2 separate regions of the Zea mays genome follow, and region 2 is linked to region 1. The links are chromatin contacts, called in public Hi-C maps. All regions are on one chromosome and are shown on one strand. The core of a region is the stretch at or near the end of the contact, and the rest is flanking DNA. Distances in the headings are between cores, read along the strand shown. Region 1 holds the start of LOC100285018. Region 2 holds the start of LOC100273993.

Evidence for each region. Hi-C and Micro-C count contacts between places; a contact is called where the count stands out from the background.
Region 2: a Hi-C map of tassel shows a contact between it and region 1, with 2.3 times the contacts expected there. The contact joins the promoter of LOC100273993 here to the promoter of LOC100285018 in region 1. A contact is called at or near these places in 7 of 25 Hi-C or Micro-C datasets (ear, endosperm, leaf and 2 more).

What each region holds. Positions count from the first base shown.
Region 1 is chr4:247,020,901-247,028,612 of Zm-B73-REFERENCE-NAM-5.0, reverse strand. It overlaps LOC100285018, which reads left to right and starts at 2,553. Exons shown (of 11, transcript NR_158562.1): 1 at 2,553-2,804; 2 at 2,891-3,040; 3 at 3,903-3,959; 4 at 4,234-4,326; 5 at 4,401-4,496; 6 at 4,748-4,832; 7 at 5,379-5,431; 8 at 5,539-5,622; 9 at 7,009-7,119; 10 at 7,208-7,371; 11 at 7,496-7,712. LOC103654937 (ubiquitin-like-specific protease 1C) reads left to right here. Exons shown (of 13, transcript XM_020552940.2): 13 at 1-407.
Region 2 is chr4:247,183,278-247,190,989 of Zm-B73-REFERENCE-NAM-5.0, reverse strand. It overlaps LOC100273993, which reads right to left and starts at 2,690. Exons shown (of 12, transcript NM_001148379.2): 1 at 2,591-2,690; 2 at 379-2,391; 3 at 156-263; 4 at 1-28. The coding sequence starts at 2,358.

The DNA of each region.
Region 1 (7,712 bases), core at 1,304-3,803:
CGTGCAAACCTTCTGGTTGCGTTCTCACGAAGATGCGAAATTGTGACAGATTTTGGTAATGATATTTTGAGGTTCCTGTGGCCGTATACCAAGCACATAGATGACCAGGCCAGGCGGTGATCTCAGTAAACCGAATAGGTAGCGGGTCGATGCATGGCCTGCTTCCCCCTGATCTCGGGCACTAGGCTCCTGGAAAGCAGTTTTGGGTAGGCAGTTCATTGGCTTGGGCCCGGGACTTGTAAAGTGTACAGGCGATTGGACGTTATTACGTATGTTATGGTGTTTACATTAGAAGATCTGTGACTGTGAACACCTGCCACAATTTGAGATAATATGCGCGTAAGGTCTTGCGTTTTCCTTTTTGTTCTGCCCCAGAGCTGCCAAACATGCATCCTTGTTCTTCTCCAGCCTTGATATGATGGCATTTCTTTTGACCTTGGAGTAGAGTTATCGTGTGAATGAAGGAAGCTATTACAGTACAGTGCAAATTTGCAACGGCATGATACATGTCTAGCTCTCTAGCCTTGGTGTTCGTGGAAGTGACATGGATGACACTGGCATGGCAGCAGCATTCATTCGTGTGAGTTCGCATGAACAACACATTCTTGTTAGGCCCCGTTTGGTTAGGGGTAACTAAAGTTTAGTGACTAAATTTTAGTCACTTTTAGTCTCTAAAGAAACATAGTGACTAAAACGGGGTGACTAAACTTTAGTTCTTTAGTCACCAAAGGGTGACTAAAAGGGACTAAAGTAGTATTTTTATCTTATTTGCCCTATCAACTTTCTTCTTATAGCAAACATCTATTAATTAATAGGGGTAAAAAAGTCATTATTCACAACAATTAATGCTCTTTAGTCCAGTTTAGTCACTGAAACCAAACGAGGTACTTTAGCGACTAAACTTTAATGACTAAAGAAACCAAACAGCACCTTAATTGCTCGCAGCTGTCTAGCGGACCATGTGGTTTTTGATAGAGACATGTCACGCTTCAGGAGACCTCTATGTGTGTGTGTCTATATATATATATATATATATATATATATATATATATATATATATATATATATATATATATATATATATATATATATATATATATATATATATATATATATATATATATATATATATATATATATATATATATATATATATATATATATATATATTGCGCGCTAATATTAAATGTTCATGGGTATTTATGTGGAAATATTGATTTTAAAAGATATTTTAATTAAATATAAATAGAACACGTGTAATATAAAAAATAGATGTATCAAACAATCTGCAGGGCTCGATATTAATAATCCAAAGCTCGTTTTTTTGAAAGATAAGAGATCTAATTATTAATAATCCAAGGCTTTGAACATATGTCTCATCGTATCGTAGGGCTGTTTGGTTTGACATTAAAAATTTGGTGATATGATCATATTCCTCGTATTAGTATTAACTATGAGAAATAAGGTAATGATATATCAACTTAGTGAGTGTTTAAATGCACTAAAACTAATAATTAGTTGATTAAAGTTTCTAGTGAAATTAGTTAGCTAACAAATAGCTACCTAACTATTAACTAATTTACCAGAATAGCTAATAACTGAACTATTAACTAGGATGTTTGGATGTCTTAACTAATTTTAGTCATTAATTTTTGGCTATGGTGCATTCAAACACCCCTTATTCTATTCCACAAACTAAATAAAAATAAGGAATAAGAAAATGATGAATTAACTCATTTCTCAAATCAAACAACCTATAAACTATCTCGTTGGTTATCATCTTTCGGTCCACCACTCATGTTAACAAGGTGGTAATGAATCGTGATCCAAATGTTTCTTTATAAATTGTTATGATTCTAAATAATTTTTAATTTAAAAAAGAATAGAAATAGCTATCTTCAGTGTGTCTTTACTTACTAGAGACACTGTAGTAGGGATGGCAATGGGGATTTCCCCGTCGGGGAATGGCTTCCCATCCCCGTCCCCGCGGGGACAAAAATTCCCCGTCCTCGTCCCCGCGAACGCTCGCGGGGGAGCTTTTTCTCCCATCCCCGTCCCCGTCGGGGAATTTATCCCCGTGGGGAACCCCGCGGGGAATCTGTCCCCGCTAGAAGTACAATATTTAAAGATAAATTTAAATTGATTGTATTAAATTAATACAAATTTAACAAACAAGATTGAAAATTATAAGAGACATCTACTTTAGAGTTTAGTTTTTTATTTTATAACATGTCATGCATTAAGTTCTTACTATAATTTTAACAAGTAAATTGACTAACTTGGATAAAACAGTTTCGTGGGGCGGGTACACGGGGAACGAGGACGGGGGATGGTTCCCCGTCCCCGCGAACCCGACGGGGATTTAATTTCCCCCATTTAGATCCCCGCGGGGACTAAATTCGTCCCATACCCGTCCCCTAATAGGGGAATTCCCCACGGGGAATCGGGGATCGGGTCCCATTGCCATCTCTACACTGTAGAACTCCATCCAAAAGTCTTACACCCTTTATTCTTACGAAACTATATGAGGAAAAGCGAAAGGGGAGGAAAATAAGGGCGAGCAAAACTGGAAGCCTACGAAAATGGTGGAGCTCACCTCCTTATCCCCAGGGCCACCACGTCCTTCTCGGCTGACTCCTCGCCGCCGGCCGCCGCCGCCGACACCTCATGTTCATACCTCCTCGCGTCGTCGCGGGAGGATCCTCGGCGCCGCGACCGCCACGCCTGGCGCCGACGACTACCACTCCACCATCCGCTCCCTCAACTCCCGCGGCCGCCACGTCCCCCGAAAATCCCTCGGGCAGGTCATCCCGCTGACCCCAGAATCCGCGCCACCCACAGGCGGGCTCACCATTCACCACGTACCGACGCGTCTCTCGTCTCCCCGCAGAACTACACGCTCAACTCCAAGGTGAACGAGGAGCTGGTGGCGGCGGCGGGGGTGGAGGAGGGTGACGTCGTGCTCGAGATCGGCCCAGGCACCGGCTCGCTCACTTCCGCGCTGCTCCAGGCCGGCGCTACCGTCTTTGCCGTCGAGAAGGTCTGTAACGTTGCTTTGCTCGGTGTTCCGTAGCTGGACTGCTGAAAGTGAGAGCGAGCCGCTAGGGGGAAAAATTCGAAAGATCTTCCTGAGACGAAATTGAAATTGTGTGTAAAATGGTTACTATCATCTGTGTCACTGTGTGTGATTGTCTCAAATCTCAATTGTTGATGCCTCAAAATGTAGCTCTCTTTGGATGCAAGCAGTCATTCTTTGCAAGCGTGCAAGCAAATCATTTGGTCCATTAGATCGTGATCCAACCATAGGTCACATTTAATACTTAATCCCTTCCACCACCAGCTTAATAATCTTTATAAAAAACCCCTAACAAACCATGGTTGTATCTGTGGTTGGATCGTAATCTAATGGACCAGATGGTTTGTTTGCATGCTTGCATAGCAGTCGTTGCCCTATTTAGATGGGTATATGGCTACATACTTGAGTATGAGTATTTTTTCCCCTTCTATTAATTGGGATCTGGAACCTCTAAGTTTAAACTGACATCATGCTCGTCTTTGGGACTTTTATATAGACTGACCTGAGACTGAGTTGTGAATGATGTGCCGATAGTGTTGCCTTTCAGTTACTTGCGAAAGATCGCAAGAAGTCATCTAATAAGTTTTTTTTTTTTTTGTTTCTGTAAACACTTAATAGTAAACACTTAATATAGATTCAGACTTGAGCATGGCATTATAAGTTGAAGCTGAACTTGAGGTGTATCCGTACAAATAGACTTTTTGGGCTGGAGAAAGTCGTTGTAATTTTCTTTTAACTGAAGGAGATTTAACAGTTAAAGTCTAGAAATTATTTCTATTACGGATCCATAACCTGCATCATCTTGTTCTGTTTTTTTTCGTAACAGGACAAGCATATGGCTACTCTCGTTAAAGATAGGTTTGGATCTACAGAACAGTTGAAGGTAGCATCTAGTTCTTCATTTGACATTGTGGTGTTTCCTTAACAAATATGATGCACAATATTCTCTTGTTGCACTCCAGGTCATTCACTGATGTCCTTTAAACAATCTGAAACTTTTATCTGTCATCAACCCGTCATTCATTACAGATGAATAATTCTGTCAAATAGTTAGGAAATCAGAAGCTAAAAAATGTATGTAACAATACGATGTTGCTTTTTGTAAAACTTATAGCTACCTTACACTTGTTTTGTGTTTATGGTACAAATCTGTGCAGGTCATTGAAGAAGACATCACAAAATTTCACATCCGTTCCCATTTTCTTCCTTTCATGAAGGAGAAATACGGTGCCACCAAAAAACTTGCAAAGGTGAGATGATGCCCAACCACAGAAATCAATATGGAGCTTGTTTTTGTGATCATGTTCCAGTTTCTACTTTGCAGGTTGCATCAAACTTACCATTCAATGTCAGCACCGAAGTTGTCAAACTACTACTCCCAATGGGGGATGTTTTCTCTGTCGTGGTGCTTATGCTTCAGGTTTGAGGCAGCTCTTATATTCACTTCTGCATGGGCTAATGTTGAGTCAATGCTGGTCCAGACTTCAGAAGATATATGGAACTTTCGATAATAATGTATTTCTGTGTAATTTCAATTTTAAAAACACTACCCTTTTTTCTAAAGGGGCCACGGCCATTGTAGTTTATCTTTTACCTCCACTCTCAGTTTGAAGGATTTTTTAAATACTTTTGTTGACTCATTATACTTCATTATCATATCCTCATTTTCAGGATGAAACAGCAGTACGCCTTGCAGATGCTTCAATACAAAGTCCAGAGTACCGATCTATCAATGTGTTTGTGGATTTTTACTCGGGTAAGCTTTTGTATGAAACATGTTGACAGACTTCGATTACCATTGAGAGTATATTTACTGTCTTACCTATTTGTTTCATTTAAATAATCAAGCCTACATTTGACAGAATCATCATAAAGATCTGCTAGTTACTCTGATCCTCGACCCTGCTCAGCAGCTTATGACAACAACCTTATGTTGTATCTCTGTCTGCCTTGAATAGTTATAATGCAATTTTATGGGTCTTTCGGTTATATTCGGCACTTTTGATCAGGTCTGTTAATACAGTAATTAAACATCTAGTTTTTGTTTATTAGGGGTTCCACATATAGATGCACATCATTGTTGCTTAGTTAAATTGGGGGAGCCCATTTTCTTAGGATTCTGCTTAAAGACTTCAATCAAAATATTTTTCTAAATGCGAACAACAGAGCTCTAACAATGATATCATGCAACCACCTGATAATTTGGCCTAGTTTTGACTGTTTAGTTAGTATGCCTAACCAGTGGATCACAGTCGTTATGTTGCATTTATTGACAAGAATATATTTTGTTTCTTATTTTCAGAACCTGAATACAAGTTCAGAGTAGACAGAGAGAATTTTTTCCCTCGGCCTAAGGTAATATATTTCTTACATGTGTGTCTTAGTTTAGGGAATAACATTTTGTTGTTTCCCAGTGGTTTCGGTTTCAAGTCTATACTGTTCTTGGCCAATTCCATTCGCAGGTTGATGGTGCTGTTATCAGCTTCAAACTAAAGAATGCGGAGGAGTATCCGCCAGTTAGTTCCCCAAAAAGCTTCTTTTCAATGGTGAGTAGTGGGTCATGGGGTCATGGTGTGCAGAAACTTGTCCCAAATCTGAATTGCTTTCTGTGGTTGAGGGAGAAAGGACGTGAATGGAAGCAATTGTTTATCTTTGGATATCGTTACAAGGCCGCTCATTCTTGGTGGTCTTGGAGTCCCTAATCTGTATTTCCAAAGCTGGGCACTGTAAGCTAAATGGTTGTGGCTGGAGAAAACAGACACTAACAGACCTTGGCATGGGTTAAAACTGCATGTACTAAAGCAAGTAAGGAAGTTCTTTCAATCTTCGGTTGTTACTGTGGTTGGAAATGAGAACAAGACTTTATTCTAGTCGGACAGATGGTTAGACGGCGGCTGCATCAAGGAATTTGCTCCTGCTGTTGTTGCTAAAGTCGGTAAAAGTGTTGTTTCCACTAGAACTGCGGCCCAAGCTATTGGAAACTGGCAATGGATCAGTGAAATCATGACACCCCTTTCCTGGGTTGGGTTACAACAGTTCTTGCTTTTATGGGATGCTGTAAGAAGAGTGGTGTTAACACATGAAGCTGATAAACATATATGGCTGCATACTTCCTCTGGCCAGTTCTCCTCCTAAGTCATGTTACAAGGCATTTTTCATGGGATCCATTACTTTTGAGCCTTGGAGGAGGCTGTGGAAGTCTTGGACTCCTCCAAAATGCAAATTTTTCCAGTGGCTGGCTATACGGAATAAATGTTGGACATCAGATAGATTGGAAATTGGAAAGGAGAGGTTTGGATCACCCAAAATCTTGTTTATTATGTGATCAAACACAAGAAACCATCCAATATCTATTGTGTACGTGCGTCTTTGCAAGACAGTTTTGGCATACCATCTTTTCGCCCTTGGGGTTTGTTAATCTCTCTCCGTCTGGAGATGAGATCTTCTTTGCCGATTGGTGGCGAAAGGTATGTAAGAAGATACATAGAAGCAAGAGAAAGGGTATGAACATCACCATTATTTTGGGGGCCTGGTATTTATGGATTCACCGCAACAAGGCAGTCTTCAATGGAGAGAACCCTTCTCTGGGCACAATCTGATGTGTTTTTGTAGATGAGTTGGTGTGTTGGATTAAGGCTGGAGCTAAACATCTTGAGAACTTAGGCCTAGAGGTCGCACTTAATATGAACATGACATAATTTTTGTGGGTGTGGAGTCCCCCTTAGTCCCGCCATGGCCTTCCTCTGTTCTGGTGGAGGCTGTAGTTTGGCTGCAGGATAGTATGTGTTTACCTTGCCTGTTAGGCTCTGTACCTTGGTCCATTTTGGATCTTTTCTTCTCTAATTAAATGATGCACAACTCTCCTGCTCTTTCGAAAAAATTAATTTCTTTGTAACTACCATCAAAGGTTGGCCCATATCCTTGATTTACAGGTGAATTCCGCTTTCATGGGGAAGCGCAAGATGCTTAGGAAATCTCTTCAGCACATATGCTCTTCTTCTGAGATTGAGGCTGCTCTTGACAACATTGGCCTTCCAGTTACAGTAAGCTTTCGCTCTCTCCTTCTGCGTCCCCTCCTCCCACTCTCCCTGCGTGCATGTGCTGTTGTGCTCACTTGTCAACTGCTGGCAGGCTAGACCTTCTGATTTGATTTTGGATGATTTCGTGAGATTGCACAATCATTTAGCGAAAGTATGACTAAGAAGTGCCTTTCAAAATGCCTAAGGAATTGCTTGTTGGCATGGTGTTCAACAGTTGGAGTAACTTACGCCTGACCGCTGAGAGTTGCTATGCAGGTAAAAAGAGAGGATCTCGCAACCTGCTTCTGCTTGAGTTCAGATTTTGATTTTTTTTTTAATCCTGAAATTTGAGCTTCTGCTAACCTCCAGTAACTAGCTATTTTTTCTTCATGGACTACAGCTACAGGTGCATTCAGCTCAGCTCCGGGGCGAAGCCAGGAATTACATGTAGGGAGGCCGGCCGAAAGAGCCATCTTGTAAAAAAATGATCGCGGTTCAACTGGTTTGGTTACTCGCACTTAGCGTCTGTCTGAGTTAATACTTGACAAAAAAAAAAAAACAAGCACAGCTCAACTGGTTAGGTTTCTCGTAGTGGTGGTGGTCGTTTGGGTTAATTC
Region 2 (7,712 bases), core at 1,441-3,940, 160 kb before region 1:
CAACATAGTCTGCACCTTGCTGACACACCTGCATGCACAAGAGCCTTTAACATCCTATATGAAGAAAACATCATAGCAATAATTAAATAAACCAGAAAACTATCAGGAAGACTCTTTCAGATGCATTGAGAAGAGTCTTTAAGGAAGAACTATACCCAAATAAGATCCTTCCTTTTGAAGCTCAGAAGACTGGAACCACCATCAGCCATTGGGATGATACTAGGAACTGGTTTTAACATGCATCCAGATGGCCTTGATAGCACCTGAATTGTCAATATCAGGAATGTTATCACAAAAGCTATAAATAATATAATACTGCATCAAGACCAATAGTATTAGTTTGCAAGAGATATGGTTATAATGAGTAAGTTTACCTACTTTGAGAGGGAACATAGGGATGGACGGGAGATGCCTATATAGCCTCAAACCAAGAAACATCTCTAACTGCTTTTGACGGGAACTATCATTCATAAAATTTTGGTACCTTCTTAGCACCGTAATTTTCACATTCTCAACAGCTGAGAATTTACTAAACTTTCCTGTTTCCTCCTTGAATATGTTCAGAATATCACTGTGCATAGCTTTTGAGCCAGTGTACAACGTAGCATGGATATCGCCTGCCAAAAGAAAAAGTTCAGCAAGCTGGTTCACTGGAGCAAGCATTGTTGAGCCTTTGAACTGATCAAATGTCATATCAAATCTCTTCCAGGGCTTCTGTGGAGCCTCCTGGCATGGATGTTCCCATGTGGTAGTACGTGTATTATGATCAATATAAAATGATTTCCCTGTTACAGAGTCAAAGCGCTCCTCCCATCCAGGGGGCAAAGAACGAGTGTTTCTACCATCATATTCAGAATATCTACTTGACAACCCAAACATTGCATCTATGTCAAGCGAGATGCTCAATCGACTACACTGTTCAACAAAAACTTGAAGTGCACCAAAGTAACTAGCAGCATTGGTTCGATCAAGAGAGTCTGCACAGTTGAATCGTATCACCCCATTTTGAATAGATTCCATGCAAAACCCACCATTTACATCGTCATTGCAGATAACTGATCCTTTACATTCATTAAGCTGCTGTCTTGCATCATAGTAATTCCCTTCACTGAAGCCAATGACCATTGTAGGTGGTTTAAGATGCCTCCATAGGCCCTCAACTGTCTGCTGCTGCCCTTTTAACTTCACAGTGGCATGCCAGTCATAATTTATTAACTGAATCCACGTGCTTCCCAGCTTTCCAGTAGAGTTCATGTACCGTATAGATTCTTTGAAATGATCAACAAGAACTGACTCTGTTTTTCCTTCGCCGTATCTTAGCAAGTTAACACAAATAATGGGAACCCTTCCAGAACTTTTTTGCCTGGACACGTTCGCTTCAGATGATTTATTCCCATATCTTTTACCCAACCGTTGGTAGTACTGTAAGCTTCCGTTGTAAGGATCGTTGGCAACGTAAATTTCAGCCTCCACTGACACCGCGTTTTTTATTTCTGCGCCCCACCATATTGGAATAGTTCCACGGCGCCAGATATACGAGCTAAAAGGGATGCGCTGTCCGCCCTTCCGTGGAACCCAAACGAGTTGCTCGCACTCTACCTCATTGCCTGTGCCTGAACATGCGTTCAGTCCACGGGCCAAATAGCGAGTTCCAGGATGCAACCGACTTCGGCGTGCAATAAGGGCGACTAACCCACCTTGCTGCCCAGCACCTCCAAAGTTCCGGCACTCAGCGAACCCCTGCAGAAGAATGACACAGTGTCCTGGCAAACCAATGTCCTTAAAGGGCTTTGACAGCCACTCGTTCCAAACAAATTCCTCATCTGGTTCCCGTAGTGTAATAGGACTCGGGAAGGGCCTGGTAACATCCCTTGTCTCGCAAAAGAAGAACTTGCCATCAATGTCTAGATTGGCCAGCTCACGTATGTTCTTCTGTTCTCCAGTCCCCTGGGGCTGAGGATTCTGCAGCTGGATCTTTATCCACTGGCTCTCTGCCAATGTGTATATGCACCCGCCTCCCGGCAGATTGGGGACCGACGCGCTCAACTGTGTCGCGACCAAGAGCAGAGCATGGCTTCCTAACACCGCGTATCCCAGCACTGCCTTGGCATATGTAGTGCTCTTGGATAGAACCCTTGATCCGTTGGTGATGTGGTTCAGCGCCGCCGCCTCCGAATCAAAGACGTCCTCCCCATGCTTCCCCAGGTAGCGCAGGGCGCCGGTGGTCGGATCGACGTATACGACCTGGGTGTCTCTCCTCGTCGACAAGCTGATCACAATGTACACTTCTGTCGTCTCAAGGACGACCACCACCACCGATGTGTCCTTGGGCCTAGGGAGCGACTTGCTGTGGAACATCTGGGGATTTCTGGAGAGATGGACTGAGCGGACCTGGGTGTGCGCACATTAATTTGTGCCAAAAAAAGAAAGAATTGAAGCTGTTAGGGCGCACGTATATACGCTTCGTTAGATCAGATCCAGAGACAACAGACAAATAGTAATTGGATCAGATCCAGGTTCAAGTAGACAGATCGCTTAAGTTAGGGTTTCGGGTGATCGGTTTCGCACAGCAGGTAGGGAAGAGAAGGACCTGGTGGGTGCTCGTCGCCGGCGAAGACCTGGGCGAGCAGGCTGCGGGCCGCGGGCGCTTGAAGTATGTCCCTCGTCTTCCGCCTCACTTTTTCTCTCCGTTGTTCAGCTCCAACGTCGCACGGCACGGGAGAGGGGTGCCCCGTTTGGTAGCCTGCGGAGCCCCGTGGGCTGCAACGTGCCCCTGTTTCGCAGTCTGGACGGTGTTTTCGGCCTGGCCCAGCGGATGATGAACAAATGGGCGGACCTACCGGCCGAATATTTTTGTAGTTTGATCTTTTTTCGGAAAAAAAAATCATGTTTAGATCTTTAAACAACTTAATTATGTTTTTTATCCTTTGCTCGGTGTCGTAGGTCATGACGCCAAGATAACACAGCTCGACGCCACAGCCTATAACCTATTGGTCGTTTCTGCCTCCTTTCGCCCGACACCCGTCTCTTTCGTCGCCGGCGGCTATCTCTCTTGACAGATGTCGCCCACGCACTCTCCTACGAGCCCGGGCTTCCCGGTTGGTCCCCGTCGTGCCCGCCCGCCGCCTCGAGCCTGCCACCGCTGCACAACTTCGCTGTCGTTGAAAGTTCCCTTTGACCCGGGAACAGGATCTGGATGTCGCCTAGAGGGGGGTGAATAGGCGAATAAAGCTTATTACTTTAAAACTTAAATTCTTACTCTACTCGAAGACTTAGTACGCAGTGGAGTGAAACAACTCTTCGAGTAGGTTGCAGCGGAATAGAAGATCCTGTCTCAAAATGTCCTGCACTTCAAATAAAGTTTATACCACAGATAAGTATTGAAGTGCAGATATAAAGACGAGTAAGACAGAGAGTCAGGATACAATACAGAACAGAGCACACAGACGCAAGGATTTATCCCGAGGTTCGGCCAAGCCTGAAATGCTTGCCTAGTCCTCGTTGGAGTTAGCCACACCTGGGCTTGGAGTCTATTTCAACTCCTTCCTCCGTTTGCTCAGATCTGTCAGTATGACAGATAGAGCCTTTCACTATTGAGTTGGGTTACAACAACACCGTGGCTGCTTACAAACTTTTTGGCAGCACCTCGGCAGAGTAACGATACGCTCAAGATCTTACTCTAGCTCTTAGCAGCACTTCTCCTCTCTTTAAAGGCTTATAGTTGTGCCTTCTACACAAACTATAGAGTTACACACAAGAGGGAGAGTGAGAATTGATTCGAGTGATGTCTACACTTGTTGGTTGCGCTTGTATATAGCTTGAGGCGCCTAGGGGTCCCTTTTATAGGCACAAGGGGCCTAGGAGCCGTTGGAAGCAATCCAGGAAGACAAATCTTGCCTTCTATCGGGTGGCGCACCGGACAGTCTGGTGCACACCGGACACTGTCCGGTGCCCGATTTCTTTCCTTCTATGGCGAAGCCGACCGTTGGCAGTCTTGGAGCCGTTGGCGCACCGGACATGTCCGGTGCACACCGGACAGTCCGGTGCCTCCTTCTAGCCGTTGGCTCGGCCACGTGTCCCGCGCAGATCGCGCGGCCGACCGTTGGCTCACCGGACAGTCCGGTGCACACCGGATAGTCCGGTGAATTATAGTCGTACGTCGCCCGTGAATTCCCGAGAGCGGCCAGTTTGCTCGAGCCAGCCTGGCGCACCAGACACTGTCCGGTGCACCACCGGACACTCCGGTGCACCCAGACTGATTTGCACCTCTTTCCTTTTCTTCTTCTTTCTGTTTCTAACACTTAGACAAGTATATTAGTACACTAAAACCAATGTACTAAGTCTAGAAACATACCTTCTCTTAATTATTACATCTATAGCATTTCACATGCTTGAGCTTTGATGTTGGACTCATAAATCATCAAGTCTGCTTGACTTGATCTAGATTGACATTTCTTGGCTCCAACATCCTGCAAATGTCACATAGAACATCTCCAAACATAGGAACAACCCAAACTAAAGATCAAGGTGAACTTAGCTCTTTTGGGCTGCTTCCAGTTCTGGTTTTGACACTTGTTCTCCTTCTTAGAGCTTGGTCTTGAGCCTTATGACTTACACCACATAACTGTAGTTGTTACCTCATTGGTTGTAAGTCACGTCCTTATGTAGTGATCCTTGATGTGTCGTAGCTGTTCTCAACTCGATCACCCTTGACTTTGCAAGCCTTCTTCTTCACCCTTGGCTTTGGGTTCCTCAACCTCCTTGACCTTCTCCCGTGCACTTGGTACCTCGAAGCTCTTCTTGCCTCCGTCCTTGGCTTGATCAGTTGTCTCCGAGCTACACACCCGAGTCTCACTTTATGCAATGTCCATCTTACTTGTGATGTCCATCATGCATCCATAATCCAGTCCTTGGAACATCACATTTGTTCACTTGTGTTAAACCCTGTAGGCTTTACCCACTAGTACAATTTGGCTCTATACAAGCGGTAGGCTTTTTACATCACAGGCGGTTCGGTTAGAAAACCGCTTGTGATGTCCCAGGCGGTTCAGTACGCCTGTGATGTAATAGTATCACAAGCGGTTTTTGTTTAGGACCGCCTGTGGTGCTCTATCCTTTTCACAAGCGGACCCTAAGACAAAACCATCTGTGATTGTAAAAATATGAAAATACAATTTAAATATGAAAATAATTTTAATTTTTAACAGAAATATGCAAATACGATTTAAATGAATTAATATTTAATTTTTAACAATAATATGCAAATACAATTTAAATGAATTATAATAGCACACATAGATAACTATAGAGATTTTAAATTAATTGGCAACCACAATTCATAGTCGATCATACATGATAACAAATACAATTTGATTCATACAATTTTTCATGAACTACCATTTTTCCGCATGTATGGCTTTAAGTTCTTATCAATTTTCTTTTCCACAAGCTTGATTCTCTCTGGACCGTTAAAGACGAACATCTCTTCATACTTATTGTATTCCTCATCTTGGTCTCCCACATTCTCAACTCCAACAATTTTTTGCTTTCCAGAAATAACTACATGCATCTTCTCATCTGCTGGATCGAGTACATAGAACACTTGTGCAACACATTCGGCGAGAACCCACGGGTCATCTTTATATCCTACTTTCTTTAAGTCTACCAGTGTGAGTCCGTAGTTATCCACTATCACCCCCACGGGATGTTGTACCCATTGGCACTTAAATAAGGGTATTTTCATGCTTGGGCCATAATCAAGTTCCCATATTTCCTCTATGAATCCAAAATATGTGGTCTTCTGTCCATGTAGGTCAAAAGCATCGATACGAACACCGCTATTTTGTGCAACACTTTTCATGTCTTTTGATTTAGTGTAGAATGTGTACCCATTGATGTCATATGCTTGCCATGATGTCACAAAACACGATGGCCCAGAAGCCAAATTCTTCATTGTTTTCTCTTCCAAAGAGTCTCTGAAAGTCGCCTAGAGGGGGGGGTGAATAGGGCGAAACTGAAATTTACAAATATAAACACAACTACAAGCCGAGTTAGCGTTAGAAATATAATCGAGTCCGCAAGAGAGGGTGCAAAACAAATTGTGAGCGAATAAGGAGTGTGACACGCGGATTTGTTTTACCGAGGTTCGGTTCTCGCAAACCTACTCCCCGTTGAGGAGGCCACAAAGGCCGGGTCTCTTTCAACCCTTCCCTCTCTCAAACGGTCCCTCGGACCGAGTGAGCTTCTCTTCTCAAATCACTTGGGAATCAAACTTCCCGCAAGGACCACCACACGATTGGTGTCTCTTGCCTCAATTACAAGTGAGTGTTTGATCACAAGAAAGAATGTCAAAGAAAAGAAGTGATCCAAGCGCAAGAGCTCAAATGAACACTACAAATCACTCTCTCTAGTCACTAAGGCTTTGTGTGGAGTTGGGAGAGGATTTGATCTCTTTTGGTGTGCTTTGCAATGAATGCTAGCTCTTGTATAATGGTTGGAAGCTGTAAAACTTGGATGCTATGAATGGTGGGTGGTTGGGGGTATTTATAGCCCCAACCACCAAACTAGTCGTTTGGTGAGGCTGTCTGCGCGATGGCGCACCAGACAGTCCGATGCACACCGGACATGTCCGGTGCGACAACCACGTCACCAAAGCCGTTGGGTTCCGACCGTTGGAGCTCTGACTTCTGGGCCCGCCTGGATGTCCGGTGGCGCACCGGACATGTACTGTAGAGTGTCCGGTGCGCCAGCATGGGCAGCGCGCAATAAATGCGTCGCAGGTAGCCGTTGGCGCCGAAATAGTCGTTGCCTCGCTGTTGCACCGGACAGTCCGGTGTACACCGGACAGTCCGGTGAATTTTAGCGAAGCAGCAGAAGTGAATTCCCGAGGCTGGCGAGTTCCGGAGGCCGCTCTTCTTTGGAGCACCGGACATGTCCGGTGTACACCGGACAGTCCGGTGAATTATAGTGGAGTTGCCTCTGGAATTTCCCGAAGGTGACGAGTTTGAAGTCGGGGTCCTCTGGTGCACCGGACATGTCCGGTGGCGCACCGGACAGTCCGGTGCGCCAGATCAGAGGTGCCTTCGGTTGTCCCTTTGCTTTTTGGTTGAACCCAATACTTTGTCTTTTTATTGGCTAAGTGTGAACCTTTAGCACCTGTATATCTTATGCACTAGAGTAAACTAGTTAGTCCAAATATTTGTGTTGGGCAATTCAACCACCAAAATTAATTAGGGACTAGGTGTAAGCCTAATTCCCTTTCAATCTCCCCCTTTTTGGTGATTGATGCCAACACAAACCAAAGCAAATATAAAAGTGCATAATTGAACTAGTTTGCATAATGTAAGTGCAAAGGTTGCTTGGAATTGAGCCAATAAATGTTACTTACTAGATGTGCATGGATTGTTTCTTTATTTTTAACATTTTGGACCACGCTTGCACCACATGTTTTGTTTTTGTAAATTCTTTTTGTAAATCCTTTTCAAAGTCCTTTTGCAACATAGTCAAAGGTAGATGAATAAGATTTTTGCAAAGCATTTTCAAGTTTAAAAATTTTCTCCCCTTGTTTCAAATGCTTTTCTTTTGACTAAACAAAACTCCCCCTAAATGAGATCCTCCTCTTAGTGTTCAAGAGGGTTTTGTTATATCATTTTTGAAATACTACTTTCTCCCTCTTTTTAACATAATAAGATACCAATTTGAAATTTACCAAT